Linked DNA regions of Danio rerio: region 1 is linked to region 2. Evidence: chromatin contacts called from public Hi-C data. All regions are on one chromosome and are shown on one strand. The core of a region is the stretch at or near the end of the contact, and the rest is flanking DNA. Distances in the headings are between cores, read along the strand shown.

What was found. A called contact is a pair of places that touch in the nucleus more often than the background predicts.
Region 1: a contact with region 2 is called in a Hi-C map of embryo, with 2.6 times the contacts expected there. The contact joins two enhancer-like sites. A contact is called at or near these places in 6 of 18 Hi-C or Micro-C datasets (caudal fin, embryo, fibroblasts and 2 more) and 1 of 4 datasets of contacts at active chromatin or transcription factors (caudal fin).

The regions. Positions count from the first base shown.
Region 1 is chr3:33,294,153-33,300,721 of GRCz12tu, reverse strand. No RefSeq gene overlaps it. Among named protein-coding and RNA genes, the nearest start is that of tnrc6c1, 110 kb to the right of the region's middle. Within about 2 kb of position 4,046, at least 4 of the 62 cell types and tissues checked have an H3K27ac peak or open chromatin away from gene starts, as enhancers often do.
Region 2 is chr3:33,134,443-33,141,573 of GRCz12tu, reverse strand. The region is part of intron 3 of tnrc6c1 (trinucleotide repeat containing adaptor 6C1); the gene reads left to right. Among named protein-coding and RNA genes, the nearest start is that of znf207a, 50 kb to the right of the region's middle. Within about 2 kb of position 1,318, at least 23 of the 62 cell types and tissues checked have an H3K27ac peak or open chromatin away from gene starts, as enhancers often do.

The sequences.
Region 1 (6,569 bases), core at 2,797-5,296, 160 kb before region 2:
TCAGTGCTCGGCATATATGAGTACACCTCTCACAAATCTCTCATTTAAATTTATATTTTCTATAGGATGCTTTAAAATATTTTATCTGTGCATATACAATAGTTTAGTCAGTACTGAAGCCAAATCTGGAGCTGATCCAACAAAATAACTTATAATAATGATTCAAAAATTAGTAACCTAAATTTATATGCTATACAAAAATATTAAATACAGATTTTTAAACAAAGCAAATCAAAAGAAACAAAAATTATATACAATTTAGTTGGGATGTTGTAGTTTGTAATATTGTTTTTGCGTAATTAAAATGTATTATCTTTCTATTTTTAAAGATATTCTTTGACTACAATTTTATTTTAATAAATATATCTGTTTAATAAATATATTACCCATATTCACTGAGAAATTAGAATTATTTGAAGAATATTATTTCTCAAGATGGGGTGTACTCAATTATGCTGAGCACTGTATGTACATGTGAGTAATTTAGTCATGCCTTTCTTGTAGGGAGTCATTCACAGAGTTTCATTTTGAACCGTGTCCTCTAGATGGCTCTCTAATGTCCATGCATGGAGACGTGCGTGTGTGTGTAAAGCTCAGTGTAATGTAGTGTGAGCAGGTCTTTTTATGATTAGAGTGACTGTTTGCAGCCAAGTGTAAAAACTCTGGCTAGCAGATTTGTTTGCTCTCTAGTAGTCTTGCTGGATACAGAAAAATAAAAATTAAATTAAGCTCATTAAGATCCAGGCCCAATCTTCATTCAGCCAGGGGGAGTTAGGATGGTTCGAAAGACCCACCCCTCACTGATAAAGGTCTAAAATTTGTCCATTACATACTCATTTGTCCTATTTTGACTGTTATGCCATCATAAATGGTGAAAATAACCCATCAAAAAAGTCATTAGGACCAAATGGAGTCCTCGCTTTGGCGTGGCTTATCAGTTTTGGCCATTGCAAACAATTATTTTTCATGAGTCCAACAACCAACGGCAGGAAAACATACAATCTGATGCAAGGGAAGTCATTTTTCGCTACTGTATTGATTTTAAATGTAGGACAGATTTTCCAAGTAACTTATTCTAAATCTGGGACCTTCTATCTGAAACAAATGACCATTAAAAAGGTGTCTATCTATTTAGTCTATCCGTCCATCCATTTAATGGTTGTTTTGAACTAATAAACTGTCTCTTTCAGACCCCAAACAAACCATCTGGAATTATGCAACTCAATTTTGTCAGTGTTGCTTTTTTTTCCTGAAAATCAATTATGTGTCACAGGAGATAATTTCCATCTTGTGTCAGTGGAGTCAGTGGCCTGTTTCCTTCTTTTCGGCCAGGATGTTGTTATGGTGTGTGTGTGTGTGTGCATGCCTGCTGTTGCTCCACTGGAGTTAATTATCTGCATTAATGAGAGCGGCTCACTCATTTATCATGATCTCGTTCAGTCCGCAAGTGTCTGAGTAAAGCTGCACCGCCCTCTGTCTGCAGTCTGAGAGGTGTTTGTGTACACCTGATGCCATGACTCTGGTGCTCCTCTCAACTATTTTGTTGTGCACTACACTCACTCGTGATTTCAATCCATATTCAGCATAAATTTAAATCTGAAATATACATTTGTCCGTGGCATGCACGCCTTTCACTCACCACAGCTCTTATTTATGTCGATCGTGCTATTTTCATCCGTTCACAGAGAGATGAAGGCTTCGTTGAATCACATTTCTCATATATCATCTGCTGTCCGGTCTGCCAGTGGCTTTATAACTTTACATCTAAGACGCAACCGGCCAATCCTAGCCTTGCAAGAGCTGCCCAACATCATGATCCATAAAACCAGTCATTCGTTTTCTGAACGAGCGTATATATTCCATCTCGGCATCAAGTGGACGTTTGGAATGGCAGCAGCTCCTTAACCTCCACACCGTCTCTATCTCTTTCTGTGTTTTATTTCTTCATTTTGCTCTGTCTGTGTGAAATATGGAGCGTTTGGAGAGATTGTTTGATGTATTCAATCAGGTGCCGTCAGTGATGCGTGACTGCAGGACGGCTGGGGAATGAGTTTGGGATGAATAAAAGAGAGGAGGGGGCGATGAGGAGTCCTAACGCTTGTAAAAGAGAGAGGTGGAAGGGGCTTCCTCCAGGTAAATTGCCCTTTTGCAGGCATATTGCAGAAGCCTGTCTTTATCTCATTCGATGTCTATGGCCATTACTGTCCCGTATGGTGAAAGTGCTGATGTGGGACATTGGACGGACACGTCTGCGCTGAGACTAATAGTATAATCAGGTACTGAGGAATTCATTTTCTCCTCGGCTGCTCTCTGCATGCGGTGGGGAGTGGAGAGAGATCTGCGGGTTAACCTCTGTCCCGTTAACCCACGCTAACTCCCCCATTTGGCATTAAACTATAACCTCTATAACTCCCAAAGCCCTTGGCGGAGGGTCGGAGGTCAACAGTGAGGCATTTGTTTAATTCTCTTGCCATTCGTTGACGAGAGGAAACTTTATTTGCTGTATGTAGCACCGTTTGATGCATCAAAGTATGTGAGAAACGATGGAGTGGTTGGTCCTGTACATCTGATGCTCTTTATGAGTGTGATGCACACAGATGACACACAATCAAGTAAAATGTGGTGGCTTTATGCCTGGTATTTATTCTGAGTGTGTGTGTCACAAATGCTTGTCTGCATTGAGTTATATTTAGTCGAAAGCATTTCATGTTTAACAAACATGAAATTCAAATGTTGGCTCTGTTTATGCAATGTTATTATTTCATAACAATTCAACATTACTGCAGTATATCCAGATAATTTTTAAACATTTTTTTTGTTTGTTCTTTCTGTTATTATTTATTTATTATTATTATTATTATTATTATTATTATTATTATTATTATTATTATTATTATTAATGTTTTGAAGTTTAATTAGTCTTTCTGAAAAACTTTACCATGAAATTAAATACTAAATAAATAAAAAATAATTAAAAAAGCTTAATTTTTCTTTATTAATATTCATGTTATTGTTTTTAAGGAGTATTAAATATATTGTGTTAAAATGAAATAAAATAAAAGATAAAAAAATACCTAAGTGTTTTTCTATAATATTATCATTACTATTATTATAAAATATTCAGAATTATTATTGTTTATTTTTATTTTTTAAATTAAATGGATATTGTGCATCAAGATAATTTACTTTGATATGTTTTTATAATGTAAAAATGAGGGGAAGAGGATGAGAGCTTTCATATGTATATGTGTATATATACAGTTGAGGTCAGAATTATTCACCCCCATGTTTATTATTTTTTTCCCAATTTCTGTTTAACAGGAAGATTTTTTTCAACACATTTCTAAACATAATAGTTTTAATAACTAATTTCTAATAACTGATTTATTTTATTTTTGTCATGATGACAGTAAATATTATTTGACTAGATGTTTTCAAGACACTTCTATACAGCTTAAAGTGACACTTAAAGGCTTAACTAGGTTAATTAGGTTAACTAGGCAGGTTAGGGTAATTAGGCAAGTTATTGTATAATGATAGTTTGTTCTGTAGACTATCGAAAAAATAGCCTAAAGGGGCTAAAAGTTTTGTCATTTGAATTTTTTTTAAATACTTTTATTCTAGCCGAAGTAAAACAAATAAGACTTTCTCCAGAAGAAAGAATATTATCAGACATACTGTTAAAATTTACTTGTTCTGTTAAACATCATTTGAGAAATATTTAAAATATAATTCTGACTTTAACTGTTTATATAATGTAAAATATTTTTAAAAAATTTTTAAATCTCTTTAAATAAATGTATCTGGAGTTCCTTGAGTCCTTGAGAGCTTTCATGAGATCTCCTCATTGATTAATAAATGGTCAGTGTCTTTTGCCACAAATGTTATGCCAAGGTGCAAGCTGAAAACCTCTTTCTACCAGTGCTGCCCCTCATGTGTCTTGCCGTCAGTCTCTTTCTCTCTCACTCCCCCCTCCAGCCTGATCCTCCTCTCCTGTTTACCACTGCCTTGCTAATGGAAAAAATCTGCAGCAATATGCAAAAACGCTGCTAAAGCAAATGCAGGTTGCCCAGGCAACAAGGAGGTTATATTCCTGTGCGCTGATGGAAATCAGTGTAGCGCCTCGCTCTTGCATCCTGACCAAAATTAGATAGCGGCGAACACAAAGCCGGAGATGGGGAAGAGCGAGAGGAGGAAGGGTCCCAGGGGCCAGTTCTACTTCAAGCCATGTTTAGTTTTCATCAGTGGCCCTGCAGATGTGCTGGCGCTCACTGCTTTTTGCATTTGTGTGGAAGAAATCAGAATCTCACTGCAACAAATATAGCTTCTTCACTTTGCATACTGTGATTTTCTGTAAAGCCGCTTAAATTTAGCTGTATTAATATGAAGGTATGACACTTCAGAGAAAAATGTAATGTCATGCTTTCATAACTGATTGATTACATAAAACATTGCAAACATTTTGTTTTTATTATGTTTTTTTTCTTAAATATTATGTTTGTATATGCAAATGAGATATTGTTCCATGAAATATGCATTGCATACATTTAAAACACAAAATTCTGAACGTTGAATTAAGTCAGGTGTCTAAACTGTTTCTTTGTTTATATTTCTTATTACATATTATTTTAAAATTAAGGTTTTTAGCAAGGTTATTTTGAATATATTTTTATTACTCCATAATTTGAACAATACTGTGAACAGCCAGGAAAACGTTGAATAAAATCAAGCAAATTATATATTATAGTAGTCAATGCCTCAATGGAGGCGAAAAAAAAAATCATTTTGAGAATTTCTGTTTAAAGGGCACCTATTTTATACCTTTTTCAAGATTTAAGATAAATATTTTGTCTCCAGAATGTGTCTGTAAAGTTTCAGCTCAAAACACCCGTCAGAATATTTATTATACCTTTCAGAATATTGGGATTTTCAGCTTTTTTTTTTTTTTTTTTTTTTTTTTTGCCTGTGCCTTTTATGTTAGTTCACCCCGGACATCGTTCCCACGTGCCGGTCAGAGTGTGCCTCAATCTCCGCTTTGGCTGAGTCAGATAAACAGCACAGTGACAGACATGAAGGAAGCAGATCTCATGTAACGCTTGTGAGAAAAAACTACAGTAAGAACTTTTCCAATTATTATTTGATGTATTTGTTGTGGAGTTAATTCAAGCCTTTCTGCAACGATGATTCACAGCAATGTCAGTACAACGTTCACATTAAGTTAATGTACAAAGTAAACCTGGACAAACGTCCAAAAATCAGGAATGAAGCATCGTCATTTATAATATTACTGACAAGCGGCTGATGTGATGAATTACAGCAGTTTTACTGACTTTTCTTCCTTACAGACATGTACTATTTTAAAAACGTTTTAAACTTTTAAAACTCATTCTTGATCATTTTTGATGATCACAGAGAGCTGAACAGATCTTTTAATCCCAGTTGCTTTGCACACGCCCTGTCTTGTTGATATGATTATATGTGTTACTAACAGGGCGGGCGCGTCCATAGAGGCGACCTAGGCGGCCGCCTAGGGCGGCAGTATAGGGAGGGTGGCATCCGTGACACCTCCCTTACCACCCGCGTTCTCAGTTATGTCCGCGACACATCCCTCACCACCCGCGTCCTCAGATATATTCGCACATAGATGACAGAATAGAGAGGGCGGCGTCAGCGACACCTTCATCAGCACCCGCGTGTCCTCAGTTATATCCGCGCATAGGGCGGCAGAATTGAGGTACGCGACACCCGTGCATCCTCAGTTATATCCGCGCATATATAGGGCGGCAGAATAGAGAGCGCAGTGTCCGCAACACCTCCCTCCCTCAGCACCCGCGGGTCCTCAGTTATATCCACGCATAGTGCGCTGGAAACGAGGTCCGCGACACCTCACTTCATTTTCATAAACGGTCACTTTTGTTTTCACATTGGGGTTGAGGGCGGCATGATCGTCCTCTGCCTAGAGCGGCAGTTCAGCTTGCTCCGGCCCTGGTTACTAAAGACAAGTTAATATGCGTCTGTCAATCAATTCAGTGGGCGGGGAAACCGCACTCCTACTGTACATCACATTGTTGTGGGCCTCAAATCAGAAGGGATTTGGATGCTACTTTAACGTCAGGAAATTTAAAAAAGGGAGGCTTATTGTCTTTATATTACTCCAATATGTCTGTGGAAACAATATACCTGCACACAGATATGTCCAAACAGCTTTCAAAAGAGGATTTTTATCATAGGTGCTCTTTAATGTATTGTAATTGAAATCTAATGACACAAATCAAGTGTAACAAGAGTAACATTTAAAATATTAATAGCATTTTGAATGTTTTCTGTCCTTAATTTTTGTAGACGTGTTATACTTACAGCATGAGGTGAATTTCACTGCAGTGATTTGTGTGTTTAACCTGCTCTGCTTTGAATGTAATAATTGAGTCTCCATGCGTAATCTTGTTTCGTTAACTGGCCGGATATGGAAAGTCTCATCAGGGTGTCTGTGGAGAAACCGCAGACCGCAAGTGTGTCTTTGAGAAATCTACTCCCAGTAAATTTGCGGAAGGTAGTGAACGAGAAAAAGG
Region 2 (7,131 bases), core at 69-2,568:
CTCTTCATTTATTGGGTTTTACAATGCTCGAATTGCTTCATTTATTCAAATGGATTAAGTTCACAGTACTCATTAGGATTAGTTTTTAAATTTTAAATGGTTTGTTTCAATCGGTTTTGAGTTACCTTAACTTACTGGGTTTAACATTTTAAACCTTGTGTATAAACTGTGTTTGTACAGTATGTTTGCCTACGCTATTAGGAATGCAACGATTAACCGATTTCACTATTAACCACGCTTTAATTTGTCATGGTTAATTAATCGTAAAGGCTTTTTTTTAACACCACGTTTCTGCACGGAACAAAACTGCTGCAACTAAATAAAGTTATTCAAACTGTGTGCTAGTAAGCTTGTACACTGACTAATACGTACACACATTGGATTAACTATGGCTGATGCTTTTAACTAAGGGCCGATCACATATTAAGTCTTTTGCGCGCACAAGTTTACTATTTCCAATGGAGGTGCATATTGGGAGCGATGCGTTCCCAAGTGCATGTATTTGAAAGTATGCTGCGAGCGCAACGTGAGTCACATGACAAGAACTGACCAATTAGCTTCATACTTTGCATAAAATATACACATTTCAATTATTATTCTATTCTATTATTTATTCTTATTTTTATTAATTCCTTTTTTTATTCTATGTTCTTTCATTTATTTTTAGTGTAAAATTATTGGGGTTTTTTTAAATGCAAAAAAATTTTTTTTTTTTTAACTCTAAAGAGAAATGGACTACTGTTTGTTTTTATTATTATTTTATGCTGTTTGAATTGGTTACTGAGCATCAATAAATAACTCTAAAATATAAAAGTTTTCATGTAATTTTCTAGATTAGTAGTGTTTTGAAATGAATGAATGCATAATTATTGTGGTAACTGTTGTGGTAATGTTCCTAGACTAAAATACAAGTGTACAATGTACAAGCAAAATCTATAATCGTTGCATTCCTATACACTACAGTGCAATATATAGGAGCAGATGTAATTGCATAACTTAGTCTGGATACTTATCATATTATTAATATTATTATAATAATAATACTTAATAAAATAATATGTTTTGCCCTAATTTTAAGACAGCATTGCATTTATGGCAGTCCCAGAATGTATATTGATGGTTTTAAAACCTACCTATGCTTCCATTCCTTTTCCTGCTGCCTGCCGCCTGCTGCCTCTCCTTGTTGAGTTGGCTTTTGTGTATGTTTTGAGCCGGCACGTGCACTGAGCTGTGGTTCCGCTGGATGTTACTTAACGCACATTGCCTAGCGAGTAATAAGAGCTCCCAGCTTTCTCTGTGTGTGTGTTTTTACAGGAAGCCGCTGGAATGTAGCCGAATGGCCCATAGCTCAGCTTTAAGCCAGCAACAGCAACACAGAGGCTGTATTCATTTAGCTTGTCACTTTTGCTCCCCCCATCTTTCCTACAGTCATCGCATGGCTATCTAATGTAAAATGGCCCGTGGGACGGAAATTATTTTCAACCTATCATCAGAAATCAATGGTTTTTAACTTTTTCGCATGGCCTGATGCCCCACTTCCAAGTGATTTCTGAAAGAGTAGCATTTTTTATTATTGAATACAGTGAAAATGTCAATATTGAAGTAAATTTCAGTTTTAAATAAAGACTTTCTATTAAAGTGTATTGAAAAAATGAGTGTTTCTTAGATAAGCAAACTTTAAGCAGCAATTAATGCTACATCCTTCAATGTCACCCCATCTTTTAGAAATCATTTTAATGAAACCCATTAAAGCCATAATTAATTCTTTTACAGAATACCTTGAAATTAGATTTTTTTTAAAGAAGAGTGTTTAAAAAAATTTTAAATAAATTATAGCATAGTATTTCATATTATTAATAAAAGTTTGACTATTTAATATATAAAAAAGTCCAAACTTTCAGTTTATTGAATCCTTAATAAAGGAAAGTATTTATTTCAGAAATTAGTCTTACTGTCTCCAAACTTCAATGGGAAAACATGTCAAAAACAACTTGGTGTCTTATTTTGCTTTTGGCTATAGTTAAAGTTAGATAGAATCCATAGTGCCTGATTGAGTGTTATTTCTATTACTGACATATGTACTAGGGAACCATCTCAGCCTCTTATAGTCACAGGTGACTCTTTTGGATCTCTGTGGTCTGATTCATCAGATAGAAATATCTGTCAACATTGTTCAGTTTCTTTTAGTACTCCAGCTTGCAGTATTAGGGGATTATGGGGTATATATGGTTGTCTTGAGTCAGTATTTTGCAGTTTAGTTTGATGCTGTCAAAGGCAAGCTCTTGAATCGCATTTTTCACCTTTAAAAGTGCAATATGTAATTGTGTTCAGAGTAGGGCTAGGAGATTTGGCCTAAAATCTAAATCTCAATCAATCAAACATTTTACCTGGATTATGGTTAATGAATTTAATTATTTATTTATTTATTTATTTATTTATTTTTTTTTTTTTTGCCGTCATATTTCACTGACAGCTTTTGTACAGCAAATATGCTCACATATTACAACTGAGACATTTCTGAATGAAGCATTACTTGATTTTTATATAACTGAAGGAAACACACTATCTACTTTCTATGATTATTTATTAAACATCCGTGTTGAATCACTGAAATGAAAACACAGTGTAAAACTAAGTCACTTCTTATAAAAAAAGAAAGTAAAAATAAATAACTTGCATTTTGTAAACAAAATAAATTTTAGTGTTTTTTTTCATATTAAAAGTATTAAAAGTATATTTGCATTTATTGCATCTTCTCATGTAAATAAGAATTTTAATGTAGTGGAAAATATGCCATCTGAAGGTATCTCTGGTGCAGCTTCCAATCATTGTCAATGTAGTGCAACTTGTAATGCAACTTGACCTGAGATCAGGTGTGGCTGTAAAGTAGAAAGTCTCTTCACATCCTGATAGCAATTATTCATATATGTGGTTTAAATGTATTTATATGCATTTTAATATCTGTTCAAGGTGTAGGACCAAGTTTATCCAATCAAAATGTGCGGTCTGAACCAAAATATGTACTTGCGTACCTCTGCGCACCCTGTTTACGCAGAAAAGATTACACTATCTGCTCATTCATAGACACTGTTCAGACAAAGAATGGCAGGCAAACATCAATCTACTTTTTTAAAGTTTAATTTTGTAATTAATAACTATACTATTAGTTTTCTCTCTGGTGAATGTTACGTGATGTATTGCAGTGATGTTGTCTAGTGTGCGCATTAGGGCAGCACGATATTGGAAAAATTACACATTGTGATATTTTTTTAATTCTGCGATATATATTGCAATATGAATAGATGACTTGAATAAATGATTGTAAAGAATCTGTAATTTTAGATTCTGTAGGGAAATGCATATAATATAATAAACAATATACAAGCATAGAGAAATAAAAAATTAAAAGTATGCTAATTAAATAAACAGCGCTTTATTGTATTCCGAAGAGTAGAGATGTATTCAGGTATACAGGAATTGAACAATCAAATGTAAAATAATGCTGAATAGTCTTTGTTTTATAAACAATTCAGTAAAATGCATCTTTTTTTAAGTTACAAATGGTACATTTTCTTGTGTCTGAATTCTTTTAAAACCCCCACACAGTTATAGGGCTCAAAAAACACAAACTAAAACACTTATAATATATAATTCAGACTCAACTTTGCATATACTCGCTATGTGACTATTGCGAATAATCACATTGCGATATCCATGCTGAAACGAGTAATTGTGCCAGTGTCTTGCAGATTTTAGCTCCAAACTTGCCTCAACACACCTGCATGAATGTTTCTAGAAGGCCTAGCAAGATCTTGATTAGCTAGCCTAGGTGTGTCTGATGGGGTTGAAACTAAACTTTGAGTTTGGACACCCCTGACATAGACTTTCAGTCCTATTAGGCTGACATTAGCATTTTTTAAAATCTCCTAATGCACCTTTAAGCTCTGGTGTATGTGTTTGGGTTTGGGTGGTTCAGTGCGGTTCTGTGGAGTACTTTACAACTTGCAGCCCTGCTTTGCCTGGGAATTATCAGCTCATTATAGGCCTGTTTGCCTTAGAGAGTCCTGTGTTCTCTTCCCCCAATAAGCCACCAAACAGACCTGAGTGCTGGCACTGGTCCCAGCCACACAAACTTTCTCTCATTCTCTTTTCCTGTCACACCCACACACATTTACATGCATCCTACCAACGCCAACAATGTTGTGACCAGGAAATGAAGTTGAGCTGAGAGAGTCTAGCTTTAGAAATGATAATGAGGATTTCCTCATATTCAAATGCTTTAAAACTCTCAGCTTTCCAAAAGTAATGACATCAAGAGCTAAAAATAAGATTAGACTGCTTTGCTTTAAGGCAAGCTAGAATGGATTTTACAAAGAACACATGCACATTCAAACTCTGAGATAAAAAAAAAATGATAGGTCTGAAATCTTATGACAGAAACATGCTCTGTTTACACTGTTTTATTGGCTGACAAGATAAGTCCTTGTTGTCATGCCTTAGTTCTGTTATTATCTGTTCAAGTCGCCCCCTGCTGTCTGGTTCTGGTGCTTGTCTTGCTCTTGCCTGTTCTGATGTCATATGCTGCCATGGATGAGCACAAGCATGGTTTTGTACATCAAGAGTGATGGATGTTGCATAAGACCCTCGTGCACGCTGCTTCCTCCCCCTACACTCCCACCAAGTATCTTTGCAACTGACAAATGGCTATGTCAGCCAAGCACCCCTATTCTTCACTTCAATGTTCCACTGCTGTTTAGTTGTACATGGATGCATACAAGCACAGGGCATGAATTCATAAGGCAGCATATGGTGCTGTACTTTGGGTCACAGTTTATGTTTCCAGTAACACAGGATATGTTTTTTTCTTTTTTAATAGTTGGAACAATGGAATTGCAGTGGAAAGAACAGAATGCAGTGTCTCAACTTGAGATTTATCCCTGAAAACCAGCAAGATGTGGTGCAACTGCCCATTTTGAAAATTTATATTTTAATTATGAATATAGTGAATATATGAAATGTATTTTTGGTGCATTTGAACAAAACAGATTTATTAAACAGTTATATTTATTAAAATAATAATTTTTACATATTTAGAAACTGACAGATAATACAATTAAGTTCAAGCAAAATATTAATTAACTACAACCTACAAAATTTTTATTTCATTTAAAAAAACAAATAGCTTCTCTTGATTTTTACTCTTTTTTTTTTTATTTGTATTTAATATTTTTCTATAACATATTTTGTTAGATAAGTTCCAGATTTGGCTTCAGTAATGACTAATCTTATTTATATGCACAAATATATTATTGTATAGCCTACTATTAAAAATATTTTAAAAGATTGATTTTCGAGTGGCGTACTTATATATGCTGAGCATGTTGTTTTCATTTTGTGCTAAAACCATAAAAGAAAATACATTTTAAATGTACATTTTGTGTAATATGTGATTCTGTAATTAAATACATTTCTAAATATTAAATAAACATAAATTTAACTAAATTAAAAAAGATGCGTAACTGTAGTTAAAACAAAGATTAGTAAAATTTAAACAGAAAAATAAAATTGATTCCAAATTTTCAAAAATGCAAAGTTTTTTATTAAAACTGAAATCAATCGAATAACTCTACAGATGTCTTTTTGTTTACATAGTACAAAGTTGTGTGTAATTATAATTTGGGGGAACATATTAAGTTTTTTATAAACAGTAAATTGTGGATTTCTTACCAGTTTAGCAATAACGTTAGAACACCTCCAATCATAGCAACAAATGGCATCCTCTTTGTTTTAAAAGATGTTGTTCAACATGACAAGCATATATTTCAGATTTCTTTCTGAACTCATTCTGTTCAAGTCATACTGCTGCATATGTGATAGATGTTCAATAATCATTGTGCAAAAAATTGTGCTTGTCTAGTTGCGGGTTAGTAAATTCAAGGGCTGCTTGATTCTGGCTAAAATGAAAATCACAATTTTTTTTTGCTTAAAATAAAGACCACGATTTTCTCACGATTCTGTAGATGTAAAATAAATCGAGATCACAAATCAACATCACAAATTCTTTCGATTAATTGTGCAGCCCTAGTAAAGTCCCATCTTTTTCTCTTCCCCGTGTGCATCGTGCTGTCTGGAGAGAGTACTCTGGCACTCTTAGTATAATAGTTATAATAGGCACAAATAAAATCAACCCTTTAGTGTTTTGCTTGTGAAAGCAAACACATTTATATTTTCTTGTTTGAGTTTTTGTAAAGGGTCATTTGCAGACAAGGGAATAATCAATAATGAGGCTTTTATTACATCACTGCATTTCTGGCTAGAAAAAGCTAACATTGAGTTGGAGTATAATAAGAGTCTGTTCTCTTCGGACTTTGGTGTATTGTGTACATGGGAGGCTCTGGGATCATTTGTAAACAATGCCCTCCTTGATGCCAGGAGCTAGTGTGCTTCTGTAAGTGTTCATCTTGTTTTGCGAATTTCTATCTCCAGTGCTGGAGCCATCCCTTCTTTTCTCCCAGCATGCATGCTTTCCGGTTGTCTTTCTCCTCTGCATCATTAAAGCATGGGCACACACTGCATAGACATTTAGCCCTTGGCTACCTGCCTGCCTCTATGTGAGCTTTATTTGGTGCGTTTATCCTGTTTCCTATTCATGCTTTGAAGTGTTGTTTTCCTGTAAACTTGGTGACAACAAGCTACCACTTCACACACACCCACCGTACATTTAATATTACAAGAAATCAAGCAGTACACCAGGAGCTGTGTGGACGTTTCTGTGTTTGCAGTCCTGGCAGTGCAGCCTATGCTCTGAGGCTGGCTCGCTTTTGTGCATCTATTCAGCTCTCTCTATTGTGAGCAGCGGTGCTAATTGCAGCCTGAATGGTCTCAGCTAAATGTTTTGTGACAGTTTGAAAGCATGAAAGAAGAGAGGGGCGACAAGAAAAGGATTCCCTCTTTTTGTTTTGTTTTTCCTCCGTCCTAATGGCACAACGGAATGCTCTTGGCTTTAACCTTCAACTCCCATGCAACCCCATTCCCCTCCCTCACAAGAGAGAGTCTTCTCTCCGAATCAGGAATAGAGGTAGATATAAATAAAGCCTGGGTGAGGGAAGAGAGATCGGATACTGCCGAAGC